Regions from separate parts of the Zea mays genome. Here all the other regions are linked to region 1. The links are chromatin contacts, called in public Hi-C maps. All regions are on one chromosome and are shown on one strand. Each heading gives the region's core, a stretch centred on a gene start, on an enhancer-like site or on the middle of the called end of the contact. The rest is flanking DNA. Distances are from core to core; before and after follow the strand shown. Region 1 holds the start of LOC103637397 (ras-related protein RABA1f). Region 2 holds the start of LOC103636155. Region 3 holds the start of LOC103636156 (WUSCHEL-related homeobox 7-like).

Evidence for each region. Hi-C and Micro-C count contacts between places; a contact is called where the count stands out from the background.
Region 2: a Hi-C map of ear shows a contact between it and region 1, with 2.4 times the contacts expected there. The contact joins the promoter of LOC103636155 here to the promoter of LOC103637397 in region 1. A contact is called at or near these places in 4 of 25 Hi-C or Micro-C datasets (ear, endosperm, tassel and 1 more).
Region 3: a Hi-C map of ear shows a contact between it and region 1, with 5 times the contacts expected there. The contact joins the promoter of LOC103636156 here to the promoter of LOC103637397 in region 1. A contact is called at or near these places in 4 of 25 Hi-C or Micro-C datasets (ear, root tip and tassel).

Annotation. Positions count from the first base shown.
Region 1 is chr8:153,332,314-153,336,939 of Zm-B73-REFERENCE-NAM-5.0, forward strand. It overlaps LOC103637397 (ras-related protein RABA1f), which reads left to right and starts at 2,298. Exons shown (of 3, transcript XM_020543182.2): 1 at 2,298-2,437; 2 at 2,559-2,628; 3 at 3,893-4,351. The coding sequence starts at 2,298. The coding sequence ends at 4,351.
Region 2 is chr8:153,163,116-153,167,741 of Zm-B73-REFERENCE-NAM-5.0, forward strand. LOC103636155 reads right to left here and starts at 2,147. Exons shown (of 4, transcript NM_001374460.1): 1 at 1,713-2,147; 2 at 1,015-1,093; 3 at 802-919; 4 at 1-192. The coding sequence starts at 2,007. The coding sequence ends at 133.
Region 3 is chr8:153,203,843-153,208,468 of Zm-B73-REFERENCE-NAM-5.0, forward strand. LOC103636156 (WUSCHEL-related homeobox 7-like) reads left to right here and starts at 2,519. Exons shown (of 3, transcript NM_001301585.1): 1 at 2,519-2,895; 2 at 3,115-4,146. The coding sequence starts at 2,709.

The sequences.
Region 1 (4,626 bases), core at 1,048-3,547:
CAAACTTGTTTTAAAAATGTGATGGCTTCTGCAAGTTCTTTACTAAAAGTTTTTTTCGTTATCATTATTATTTTCTATATTGTCTCTTGAACTTTTTGCTTATGATTAAATATATTTAACATGCCTTCTACTGCCTTGCTTGAGGTGTTGATCATTTGAATCACCACTTTGCCTTAGTCCAAATCTACTTCATATCCTTTGAACTATAACCAAAGACGATAACAAATAACGTTAGTCCAAATAGGTATATTGATCATCAAACATTAAGACCTTACTGTAAATTAATGAGGCCTGATATATTTTTCTAAAAAAATAACTAATATTTATGATGTGTAATATGTATCATTAGTTGAATCATAATATATATATTTCTAATAATCTACTAAGTGACATAAATGTTGATGGTATCTTTTATAAACATAACAAACATATGAAAGGATGTCATTATTTTTAGATGGATCTTAGGATACCTATCCCTTTAGGATGCGTGAATTTTTCTTCTTTCCTATGTTTTTCCTGCGAAAATAAACTGATTCCTATATAATTTCTCAGAAATTCCTGCATTTCCAAGGGACCTGAACTTCATACTGATAGAGTAAAATAATAGTAAAATACAGATGCTTTCGTCTAGTATCATATTAGAATTGAATAAAGATATAAATACTTACTCCCTGTGTCTAAATAAATTTACTCTGAAAATATATATATCTTATAACTAATTTAACAATACTTATTTTATTTATAAACATTTATATTTTTATGTAAATTCTGACTATTTGTTTCCTAGAAAAATACAACTTTTTCAACGGTGGAGAGGACTACTGTCCTACTGGGGTTACGAGTTCAGATAATTTGAACTCTTTGAACATCTGGTCGTGGTGGGCTCGTGGCCTGGCCGGGGCTTGGCGGCAAAACGTAGGATCTGACGATGGGACTTCACACATAGCTAGAGAAGCGAGGACGTTATTCCTATAGGCTGTCTGTCTAGTGCCTACTGCGTGTGGCGTGTTTACTCCCCACCATTGGCCATTGCTGCCCTCTTCCTGTCTCAGTTGATTGATGTGTCCCGTGACCTTGCTTCTCGTTCCTCGATCTCCTTTCACCTTTCTTCACATCTTTTGGTCTGGATTGGTGGAAATACGACCGGTATTGAGTATTGACTGCCTTTGACTTAAATGTATGGATAGGAGATCTAGGTTTTGGTACCTCCCGCGCCGTCACACAAACAAACAAATAAACAGAGCAGCACAACACAAGAACAACCTATAGCTGTAGCAAACCGCGGCGAACTTGCGCCCCGTACACCCTCCCCCTATCCCGCTCCTCCCGTTTTCCCAGTAGCAGAGGCAAGCAGTCAGGCAGAGCACCGCAGCCCACCAGAAGGGACGACGCGTGGGAGTGGAAGGGTTTGTAATTGGAGTAAAGTACACTAGCTGTTTACTAACACGCTGTGTTACTTACCACTCAATTCAGAAAACCGGACAAACAAGTCTTCAAACTTTGTTAGCACATGCAAAATTATCTAACGCCGGGTTTGTAAAATCGATTGCCAACGTGGCATATCACTTAAAGTCCCCAACTTAGCGTGTTATGTCACTTGAGCCCCTAAACTTTCATTGGTTCGCTCTAACGTGGCATGACACGTCATCATTATGTTTTTAATAAGTGATTTACATGTTACGAAAGTACATCTTTATCTTGACAATCTTTTCACAAATTTCGTACTCATTCATGTATAAGCTTGAATCTAAATCATTCAAGCATACATGTAGGGGACATTATCACTACTGAATAAAGTTTTATGGTGCTTATTCATATCATAATAACAAAGCTTAAAAGTTGGATAAGCGATATAAAATGCAAACCAGTTTAACAATTTACACTAGTGTGAAGTGCTACCTTGGATTATGATTAGTTTTCATTTTGTTTATAGAATTATCATCAATACCAAGAAAAGGAGAGATTGAAAGGTCCTTACTTTATTTTGGTGAATGGATGATAACTTATGTGAATTAATATGTTTTTTATGTTGCGATACACAGGATTTAGTCCATATATATAATATGTTTTTTATGTTGCGATACACATGATTTAGTCCATATATACACTAGGGTGAGTAACTCTAGCCATATAGATAGGATGTTGGAAGATAAAGATAAAGATGTATCTTTATAACATGTAAACCGGATGTTGATGTGTTATATCACATATAAACCTGATGTTGACGTGTTGTGTAGTAAACCAATAAAATTTCGGAGACTCAATTGACATAGCATTTAAGTTCAGTAACCCAGTGACAACTGCTGTCGCGGTTCGCCAGGGACGAGTTCAGCCTCGAGACCAGGTCCACCATCGGCGTCGAGTTCGCCACCAAGACTGTCCAGGTCGACGACAAGCTCGTCAAGGCGCAGATCTGGGACACCGCCGGGCAGGAGAGGTACGCCCTTCTTTTCAGTTCCTTGCTTGCATTTCGCTAGCCTGCGATTCAGTTTCCCTGACCCTCTCGGCGATCGCTGCTGATTACAGTGTGCGCCCTTGTGCCTGTCGTGTCCCTCCAGGTACCGCGCCATCACGAGCGCGTACTACCGCGGGCCCGCGACGCGGTGGGCGGCGCTGGTGGTGTACGACGTGCCCCGCAGGGGCGGGCCCACATTGAATCAAGGGTATTCAGTTGAATACTCATTATTTTTAACAAAAAAAATTCACGTATACATATATACTATATATACTATGATATACATCGAAATATTATAAAAGAACATAAAATAGTAACGTTTTCTAGCTATTTGGATCACAATTTCCTTTGTACCGGCCTCCTTCCCTTATCTGTCGCGCGGCCCATCAGGCCCATCCGATTTTAGCTTGGATTGCTCTCTGTCCCCTCCTCTCTGGCTTACGTCTGAAGCCTAGCCCTAATCCCAACAGAAAGACGGCGGCAACGCGACCACAAGGATCGGGGAAGGGAGCGGCTGCACGTGGCCTACGACAACCTGCAGCTAGCGCTGGACGACGTCGCGACCTGCAACTAGCCAGCTAGTGCCACGACCCACGGCGAGTCGACAACATGCAAGTTGTAGCCAACGTCTTAACAACAACCATGGATCCATACCAAGATTGTTGATCCCCGCTGCAGCCTACAGGTCATAAGAATTCAGGTGTATGTGTATCAGTGTCTACTATTAGCATTTGTTTACATTTAGATATTTTATGTGATTGCATTTTTACCATCTTTTTCTCATGTGTACTGTTAGCATAATAACATGTATCAATCACTTTAATACTTACGTCTCCATATGTACCGTTACAAAATAAATATTTGAGTCAACAGTCATTTTGTTCCGTAACTCTGGTGTACAATATGCTAGTTTAATTGCTAGTTTAATTTGTTTTAGACTAGGCATTGAATTGAGTGTATTGTGATTTATTTGCAGATTTGAAAATGAAGAGCAGTGCTACCACTGATTTGAGCAGTTCTTCCTGTTGCAACTGCTGGCGTTGAAAGAATCTTTTCTTGAATGAACTTCATAAAAAATAAGCTAAGAAGCAAGATGGGACAAAAAAAATTTAATGGATGTTTGGTTACTTTTATTGAAAGACAATTCTTCTTGCAAGTCAAGGATGAAGACATTATCACACAATTTCAAAGCTTGAAGGATCGAAAGGTTGTCTTGTAATATGTAAGCTTTCTTATACTATTTAATGTTCTCTATATTTAATGCTTTAATATGTTTAGTGTTGAACAACATCATCTTATGACCTATTATTTTAACGTGAGTTATGATTTAGTTTACTTTCTAGTAAAAAAGGCTATTAGGATAGGCTTTAGGCCATCCAATTTTTTTTCTCTCTAACCATTTCGAATACCCATTCTCTAAATCCTGGCACGCCCCTGGTGCCCCGCCGCGTCACCTTCGACAACGCGGAGCGCTGGCTGCGGGACCACACGGACGCCAACATCGTGGTCATGCTGGTGGGCAACAAGGCCGACCTGCGCCACCTGCGCGCCGTGTCACCCGAGGACGCCGCGGCCTTCGCCCAGCGCCACGGCACCTTCTCCATGGAGACGTCGGCGCTGGACGCCACCAACGTAGAGCGCGCCTTCGCCGAGGTGCTCCGCCAGATCTACCACGTCGTGAGCCGGAACGCGCTCGACATCGGGGACGACCCCGCCGCGCCGTCCAGAGGCAAGACCATCGACGTCGACGCCGCCAAGGACGAGAGGTCTCGCCTGTTAGGGATGAAAACGGGACGGGAAATTCTCGTACCGTCCCGTTTCGAATACTGTTTTTTTCTGACCGTTTTCCAATTGTTCGGTAACCGATTAGAAACGGTACGAAAACGATTTAGCTAGTTTTTTTATCGTTTTCGTATTTTTCGTTTTCGAGTCGTGCTAATACCGTTTTATATAATATAGATAGATCTAGCATATAATTTATTTAATTTATAGCTTTTGGCTGTGTTCAAGTGAATGAATAAGCGAAAAGTAAATGTTATAATTACTCTAACTAATATGAACGATGGAAAAATAGTTGTTTGTGTATTTCTAAATCTTAAAAATTAGGTAATACATCACTTTATTATGTTTTTGTTAAAACTACAAAATAGTTATCTTTCCGACTATAGTGT
Region 2 (4,626 bases), core at 897-3,396, 170 kb before region 1:
AAATAGGAGCATACATCATTTTCGTTACACCCTATCCTTTGTACGCACAACACATGTACAACACAGGTAACAAAGTAGCCGAGCAACGGACATTTACATTAACCGGACTGCTGGTAATTGAAGGCATAATGCTCACCACACCTCCGCTCCTTTTGTGGCGCCAAGCAGCACAGCAATTGCAGCAAGCGAGGCCTGTCCATGGCACCAAAAAAGTTTGGGGGCAAAGTTAGCGCAACCTTTGTGCATTAATTTGGAAGAGAAGGCACAGGTCTACAGTAACAATGGCTACTAAACATCACATCACATGGTCAGATAGTAACAAACACTTTCACCATGTAGTGCCAAGCTAAATTTATGCAGCGCATTCCATAGAATTGTATTTAGTTGAACTGACATATGCTTCCCATCCAAGTAAGAGATGATACCAAAAGCTTCCATCGGGAAAAAAAAGAGATACCAAAAGCTATGTTGAAATCCATTAAACCCTTACAAAGTTCTTTTTTTGTCTTTTTGGAAACATAAAGAGCATGCACTTCTTCAACTATACGATGTGGTAAGTCTTTTTATTTGAATATCCATCTCCAATAGCTTTATAGGGGCTATTGAAATGCAATGGTGTAGTTTAGTGACAGGAGTTGACTCTGTATTTGCAGCAGCAGTTCGTGTGTGTAAAACTGTTAAATAACCCTGATATTGGCCCTAAATTCTCACATGCTTAATGGATGTTTTGCATCTAAAATCCATTAACAAATAGCTGGCGGAAACATATGAGCAATGCATACATTGCTAGGAAGGACTTACAGCAATAGTGCAAGCAACATATCCTGGTTTCTCCCTGTAATCACGTACTCGGACACAAATCAGCACAAAAGCTCCAAGATACCATGGAATGGCAGCAAAGAAGAACCCAATTATAAACCTGTAGCAAACAGTGGAAATATCAGTTCCTCAGAGACCAATACAGGTTCATATATGAATTGTGAGATGATTGATATTTAGGAAAAACAAACATACAGAAACCACCCCATGCCAAGGCCACAACATGGAAGAGGACGGATTCTAACAGGCCTTCCTTCAACAACAGGAATATAACCTACAAAGCACCAAAATGCAAACAAATAATTACCCAAGTTCAGTCAAAGTTCCAGTGTAGTTGTTGACTTCATATCTTCCACCATTTCGAACATAAATATAAATTATATACTGAATTATTCATTTTACGGATTTATTTGGAGAGTTGAATTATTTATGCAATCCTTCGCTGAAAATGAACTGCCCTGCATATATTTGGTTGTTCCTACAAATCAAATTTCCTGCTCATTTACTTTAACATTTCAGAACACTTCGAAGTTCAAAGAGAAATTCAGTTTCCCTCGAACTCCATGAACTACCGATCTCAAGTGTCTAATTTGGGATGAGCAACACCAACGCCGTTGGCCTGCAACTTAGAAGTGATGGGGAAAAAAAAAGGGATGCAGCAGGAACTGCAGATTCAGATACACAGGAGATAAACAGGAAGACAGCTGGGCAGGACAACACCTAAATTTTGAGCTTACAATGTAATGCAAATAAGCAAAGGGGTTAGGCGATTGAAAAGATCTACACGATGAATCAGCCACACAAGACTCCTCGGTCAAAAGAACGCCTCCCGTTGATCGATCCTATGAAAAAAAATGAACCGGGATGCAGCGCCTCGTAAGGCGCTTCCGTACCTTGAGCGATCTGGTAGCCTTGGGCGTAGTACGGCGCGGCGGCCGAGTAGGGTTGCTGCGGGGGTGGGTAGACGGCATACGACGCCGGAGGAGGCTGCGGGTAGTGCTGCATCCCAGGCGGCGCCGCCGGCTGGGGGAACCCGACCGCCGGCTGCGGAAACTCCCCGGAGGCTCCGGATGGGGGACCAAAGGTGCCGTACTGGTGCTGCGGCGGCGCCGACGGCGGGTACCCGTAAGAGGACGAGGAGTCCGCCGAGCGGGCCTTCCCGTCGGCGTCCGGCATCTGGCCACCCATGGTGGCTCCCGCGGTGGCAAAGGTTAGTTAGGTTTGGGGAATTGCCCAGTTGGGACGCAGGAGAGGAGGGAAGGCGGTCACGAGAGAACTAGGGAATTGCGCGTTGTTTGTTTGTTTGTTGATGAAGACGATTAACGTGTGCCTCCAGCCTGGACGGCGGTGTTGGGGCTTAACCTCTCTGTGTGCCCGTTTGTACCATTGTTAGTCTGGATTCTCATTCTGGTTTTGACAGCTGAAACGTGCTACATGAGGAGCAGGTAATAAGCACATTTTTTCCTTCTTCAATGAACCATGCTGATGAAAAAGATTTAGGTCCCTGTTTGATGTGATTCGGATGCCAACAACGTGCAAGATTCTCTGTGTTTTGTTTTTGGTACAGATGAAACTTGGAGGTTTGACAACCCCGCTTAGGTCAACTTAAACCTAACAAATTGCAATTTGCCAAACATGCATCGTACTCCCTCCGGTTTCCTATTAGTTGTCGTTTAGGACAACGACACGGTCTCCAAAATATAACTTTGACCAATGTTTTTTGTTAAAATACAAATGAACTCTTAATACATTTATACTTTTATAAAAGTAATTTTTATAATAAATTGGTGCATATAAATATTAGGTTCCAAAAATAAATAACAAAATAGTTATTTGTAGTCAAAATTTTATAAGTTTGACTCGAAACTTATTCAAAACGATAACTAATAGGAAACCGGAGGGAGTACCTTAGCATCTAAGGAAATGTTTAAATTCATCTTAGCTAAACTTTAGCTAGCAAGCAATAAGGTGTTTGGTTTTTACATAATAGACTAGTTAATACAATTAAAAGGACATGAGTATATTTTTTATTTGGTGCCAATAGTAAAAATCAAAGGTACATAGGTCAATCACTCAATATTAGATGGGTACCGTTGAGAAGGCAATGAGGTAATAAAATATAGGCTCTATCTAAAGTTTATCTAGTTTAAAATAAGTTAGATGATATAATGTGAATAGATTATAATTCCAAACAAACAGACTTTTATTATCTAGCTTGTTTAGCTTAAGGTAGCTAAAATGGGACACGAGCTATTGTCGTACTATATAGCCGCAAATAAAAAATGTGCTCCACAACACGCTATGTTTAGTCTAGGTCTATTTTTTCAAAAACGGTAGAATGGCAATGGATATCTAAAACATTATGCTCGATAGATCAAACCCTATTATAATACAAGTATGGCGAATTTTTATGTCCAAATAAATTTTATTGGAGCATTTACTATACCCATCAGATTTGGTAGGCATAGGTATGTCTTCTCTTGTTCCATACCCGCTAATCAATGGGAAATGTGCTAACCTATGGCATGTAGGTCTAGATTATTAGAAGTGTTGTATATAAAATAAAATGCCAAAAACCTAACCCTAATTCTCTGTGCGAAATTGTGTAAATCCCCGCTAACCTATGACATGTTGGGTTCGATGATTTTGTCATACTGGACACAAAGATAATATGTAGTCAGTATCTTTTATTATTGATAAGGTATGGAGTTTTAACATTTTGTATTTGGTACTTACTTTTACGATTAAAATGATCATATCTACTGGAATGTTGGTGGGTATAGGTACCTGATGGGTACCCGCTACCCATGGTGAGTATGGGTATGAGGTAATTTTGTATCCATGATAGGTTGTGGATACGAGTATAAGGTATTTTCTCTCTCATGTGTATGGATATGGCCTTGTGTGCCCACCTACTATCTTACCCGCTGCATCCCTAACAAATAGGCAAAGAGAGAGCTTCCCCACATACATGATATATGTTTTCTTCTTTTATAGTTGTCATCTAGTAGAACATGTGGCTCAATTTTGATTTTCCTTTTTTTAATAAAATACACAACCCTTTAGTTTTTAAAAGAATATTCAAATATCATGATTGTTATTAGCCTTCAGAGAAGGCTAAATCTTCAGTTACCACAAAGACATATTCAAGGATTCCGGCTCAAGAGACTAACATTAGGACCCATCATAATATGACCACAACTCTTAGGACCCTGAGACCTGGAAACCTCACCTAGAAACCTCATGCTGCCACAACCAAGGGAGAAGCCTATCACTAGATATTATCGAAGTGTCAAGATGCAATGACGTAGCTACTTGAGGAGCCAACAACCTTCTAGGGCGTCTAGGCGCTATGAGGCCCAGCTTCCCTTGATTTCTTAGTGTAAAATATTCTATGTCCATAAGGCATCTTGTGTCGTGGGGCACTGACCAAAGATTAAGTCTTATGGGCCCCTCATGTCTCAGGGTGCTTAGAAGCTTAAGTTCTCAGAGCCCCTCGAGCCTCAAGGGCTCAGAGCACATATAACCCTAAGTCCTTTGACCCCCTCGTACCTCGAGGCACTTATAAATCCAAGTCATCGGGGCCCTCGAGACCTAGAGCACCTATAAGCCTAAGTCCTCGAACTCGTGCGTCCCAAGATAATAAGAATATAACTGGTGTTCAAGGCAGTCCGTCCCCCGAGCACTAACATCACTTAGTCGTTTGGGGCCCTCCACTAGCCCTAGGGTCCTTAAAGAGTCCTTCACCTTGTACTCTGAGGGAGGTTAGACCGGGCCCTCCTAGGCCTAGGGTCCTCAAAGAAGCTA
Region 3 (4,626 bases), core at 1,269-3,768, 130 kb before region 1:
GGTTTTTGGGAAGCGTCTTCACGCGACTGCTCGTGATCTGCTGACCTCGTCGACCCTGCTGATTTCGCTACTTCGACATCGTCGACCCTGCTGATTCCGGCGCGTGCCATATATCAGTAAGTCTAATCAGTACGCATCATCTGATTTGACTTGTTATTTCAGTTCTTCTGATTTGGTCATGATTTATATTCGGAATTTAAACTGGAATTTGTCTAATTGTTCAACAGTCCTTTCCATCATCACCTGTAAAAAAGTAACATAAAACACACAAAGAATACAAATTGGCAAGAGAAACATAAACCAACATTTCCTAAAAACTAAATATATCATGGATAAAAAAAAATTAGAAAAATAAACATAAACCAACCTTTTTTTAGCAACCTTCTTCCAAAAAATAAAGATCAAAACCTACCCCTTGTATTTTGTGAAATCTGGCATTCCAATGAAAGTTGGCAAGAATGAACAAAATCTAACAAAAGAAACATAAACCAACCACTGTTAAGGTAATTTCCACTTGCGGTTCTGTTACACCAATTGTCAGTGAAAATAGTCCGTTTTCACTGACGGTTGTATTAAGAGAACCATCAGTAGAAATTGGTTTCCACTTGCGGTTCCCAAGTCAGACCCACCGTTTTTTCACTGGCGCGCGGTAATTGAAAACGTCAGCGGTGCGGCATACTTTGAGGTCTTTTCTACTCGGGTCCAACACCCACTCAAATTGTAGAGCATCTTTAGGGCATGTACAACCTAGATACAGCCGCACGGTACTCCAAGTATAAGACACAACTAAAACACAATATAATACAGTGGTCATGTCTAAAACATGTGTCTTACCATATTCATTGTACCAATCAGAGCATTCAATAAATTAAAGTGACCAATCAGGTAGTCTCCTGTCTCGAATATAGAGCTAAGACACTGTGTCTTCGTCAAGATACATGTCTTGAGATTTTTTACATTCACCCCCCTAGACACACTCTAAGACACAACTTAAGACACCCACTGTACATGCCCTTAAATTCTACCGGGCGCGTGGTTTCCTCGCAACAAGCAGCTCACCCGACCATGCACGGTCAAATTGCCGCCCCATCACCCTGCGACGCGGCCGCACAGTTCTCATTCCTTCCGGCAAATGGGATCGGAAAGGCGAGGCGACGCCCAGCCTGGTCGCCGTCAGAACTGGCAGAACACGGCAGCTTCGGTTTTCCGTGTCTACCTTGCTTGGCAGTGGCAGTGGTAGCAGCAGGTTCACCACTGTAGCAGCCAGCTCGCGCGTACCTCCGCACGTTGCACTTGCACCCGTCCGGCATGACTGCATGCATGACCAGCGCAGCGGGGGCGAGCCGTCCATCAGTTCCCTCCCGATGCAACGCCACACGACCCGGCCGTGAGCACGCATCTCCGAGCAGGGGGGAGACTGAAGAGTGGCTTCGCTCGGCCAGTAGAACTGGGAGACCATTCATTGCGTGGCAGTGCTCCGCGAGCCGAGAACGAGGGTAGGTTATAGATGTCCAAACAGTGCGGGCCGCCCGTTTGGCCCGTGGCACGGCACGAATTTAGCCCGGTCCAAACACGGCCCGACACGGTCGGTTACGGGCCCGGGCCGGCACGGCCCGTTTAGCGGGCCGGGTATGGACAGATACGGCGGCCCGCGTGCTTTGGCCCGGCCCGGCCCGATAAATGGGTCGGCCCGACGGCGGCCCGCATATTAATGTAAATACTAAATATGTAAATACATTTAATTCTCTCATAGTATATAAATACTAAATACGCGGGCAAACATATATAAAATGCATACATAAATATAAAATGCATACATAAATATTTTGTTGTCTTAATATATATAAATAATATGTTATTATATATGATTAATTCTGTTAAATATATGTATTTATATACCGTTCTACTGTTGGTTCGGGCCAGTGCCCGGCCCGGTCCGTTGAGGCCCACCGGGCCAACGGGCCGGTCCGGCACGATTTTTCCCTGTGCGTGCCGGGTTTGGGCATGTCCCTAGGCACGTGGGCCAGCCCGACCCGGCCCGAAGCATCAACGGGCCGTGCCCGGCCCGGCCCTATTCGTACCGGGTCGAAACGGGTTCGGGCCGGATCCGTGCCGGGTGGCCCGTTTGGACATCTATAGGGTAGGTGCGGCCATTTAGGGCATGTATGGTATATCCCATAGTCTATGGAAAATTTGGTTAAGAAATTACAATAACATATAATAAAATGTCCCTAAGATAAGTGTTTTTAATAAATACATTTTATTAGTTGTATTAGATGTTTTTAAGAAAAAAACATATATACCTACTACAAACTAAGACTAAGACGCTGTCATCTTTTCTCTTTGAAAATTTGTGTAGAGACGATCTTCTTTATAAAGATACTGTCTCTTGATTTTTTTTATTTTATTTACCAGCCCTAGAAACAGTTATTAAGGAGGATAATGTATTCAATGAGATTGTATACGTATGTCCTTATAAAAGAGGCAGTCAGCAGTGTGCGAGCCATATGCCCCAATAGTGTAGTGTAGCGACAAGGTGCGACAGCAGGGCAGCTAGGGAGCTCACTGATCTTCCTACTGTTAATTCCTCCGATCTTCTCAGCCGCTGTTCTAGAGTGTCGTCGTGAGCTCACTCTCACAATAAGGAGAAGATCTGGTGCTGAGAAAGGGGGGCAACGAGAGGAGAGAAGAAAGATAATCGGCTCGGCATGGCCTCCTCCTTCAACAACAAAACCAGTCACTGGCCGAGCATGTTTAGGTCCAAGCACGCCGCTGAGCCGTGGCAGGCGCAGCCTGACATCAGCAGCTCGCCGCCGTCGCTCCTCTCAGGTGGCGGCTCTAGCAGCACCACCACCATCGGCCGCTGCCTCAAGCACCCCCTCTCAGGTTACTCAGGTACGCCACCGTCGTCCCTACTCCTTCCTAGATGTATGCATGCACAATTGCACATGCACCCACACCGATCGATCGAGCATGTGCATGCATGATACTGTCGCAGCTAGCTAGAGGTAGGGTTTATTTGTAGGGAGACGGGGATCAAGATCGAGGGGTGAACTGAAGCTGACTACGTACGTACTGGCTGATTATCTTGGTTCTCGATCTGTGCATGCGTAGGTGGCGAGGAGCGGACCCCGGATCCGAAGCCCCGGTGGAACCCCAGGCCGGAGCAGATCCGGATTCTGGAGGCCATCTTCAACTCCGGCATGGTCAACCCGCCGCGCGACGAGATCCCCCGCATCCGCATGCGCCTGCAGGAGTACGGCCAGGTCGGCGACGCCAACGTCTTCTACTGGTTCCAGAACCGCAAGTCCCGCTCCAAGAACAAGCAGCGCACCGGACAGCTGGGGCTGGGCCTTGCGCGCGCGCCGGGTTGCGGGGCCGCTGCGCCGCCCGTCACGCCGCAGCCCTTGATCCAGAACCAATTCCAGGTGCTCGCCTCGCCCGCGCAGGCGCCAGCTTCCTCGTCCTCGTCCTCCTCCGACCGCTCCTCTGGGTCCAGCAAGCCGGCGCCGCAGCCGATGTCCGCGACGGCAGCGGCCATGAACTTTCCAGGGCCGCTCGGCGCGGCGTGTGCGCAGATGTACTACCAAGCCCACCCCGTGGCGCCGGTCTCGGCGTTGCCAGCGCACAAGGTGCAGGACCCTGTAGCCTCCGACGAGCCCGTCTTCCAGCCGTGGCCACAAGGCTACTTCCTGTCGGCTGCCGAGGTCGCCAGCATTCTCGGGGGCCAGTACAGGCACGACGTGCCCGTGCAGCAGCAGCCACCGGCGACGTTGCCTGCGGGAGCGTTCTTGGGGCTGTACAACGAGGTGACAGAGCCGACTGTCACTGGTCACAGGACATGCGCCTGGGGCCCGGCGGGGCTCGGGCAGTTCTGGCCCGTGGGCGGCGCTGATCACCATCAGCACCACAAGCACAATACCACCGCGGCGACCAACACCGTAGCAAGGGACGCGGCGCACGAGCACGCCACGACGCTGGGGTTGCTGCAGTACGGCTTCGAAGCTAGCGCGGCCATGGAGACGGCTTCCGCGGCGGTGCCCCTTGCTGCGTCGCCGGGAACCGCTGCGAGCGTGGCGACGGCTGGGCTCACATCTTTGCCTGCAAGTACTAATGCTGTTGTCGTCAACTATGATCTGCTGCAAGGTAATCTTGGAGTACCATTCCGTACATTTTGTTCTCAGTACATTATTATTGTATCATCGTATGCTTGGATTGTGTTCGTATGGATTGGGACTGTCACTGTCAGTGTTTCGCATCACATGATTAGGAGGTCCTTTCTCTCGCATAGTATATTGGATCTTTCTTCAGGTAGTTTCATTTTTATAGTGTTCAATACCAGTGCTAGGCTGCTAGCTAGCTTTAACATATATATGCAGCAGTATATGTTTTATGATATGCTCAAAGACGTCCTGGCTCTATGCGCATCAGCGCATGTGTTGGCATGGAATTGCACAAATCCCATTTAAAAATTCAAACGCATCTTGTTCTGATAAGAAAAAAAAATTTCTCCGGTGCAATCACATCTTACCGATCCCAATACAAAGGATGCTGTGTCAGTGTTTGTATGTCTAAAGGGACGCATGTGGCAATCGGTAGGATTAAGCCATGCATGCATGCGTGCGA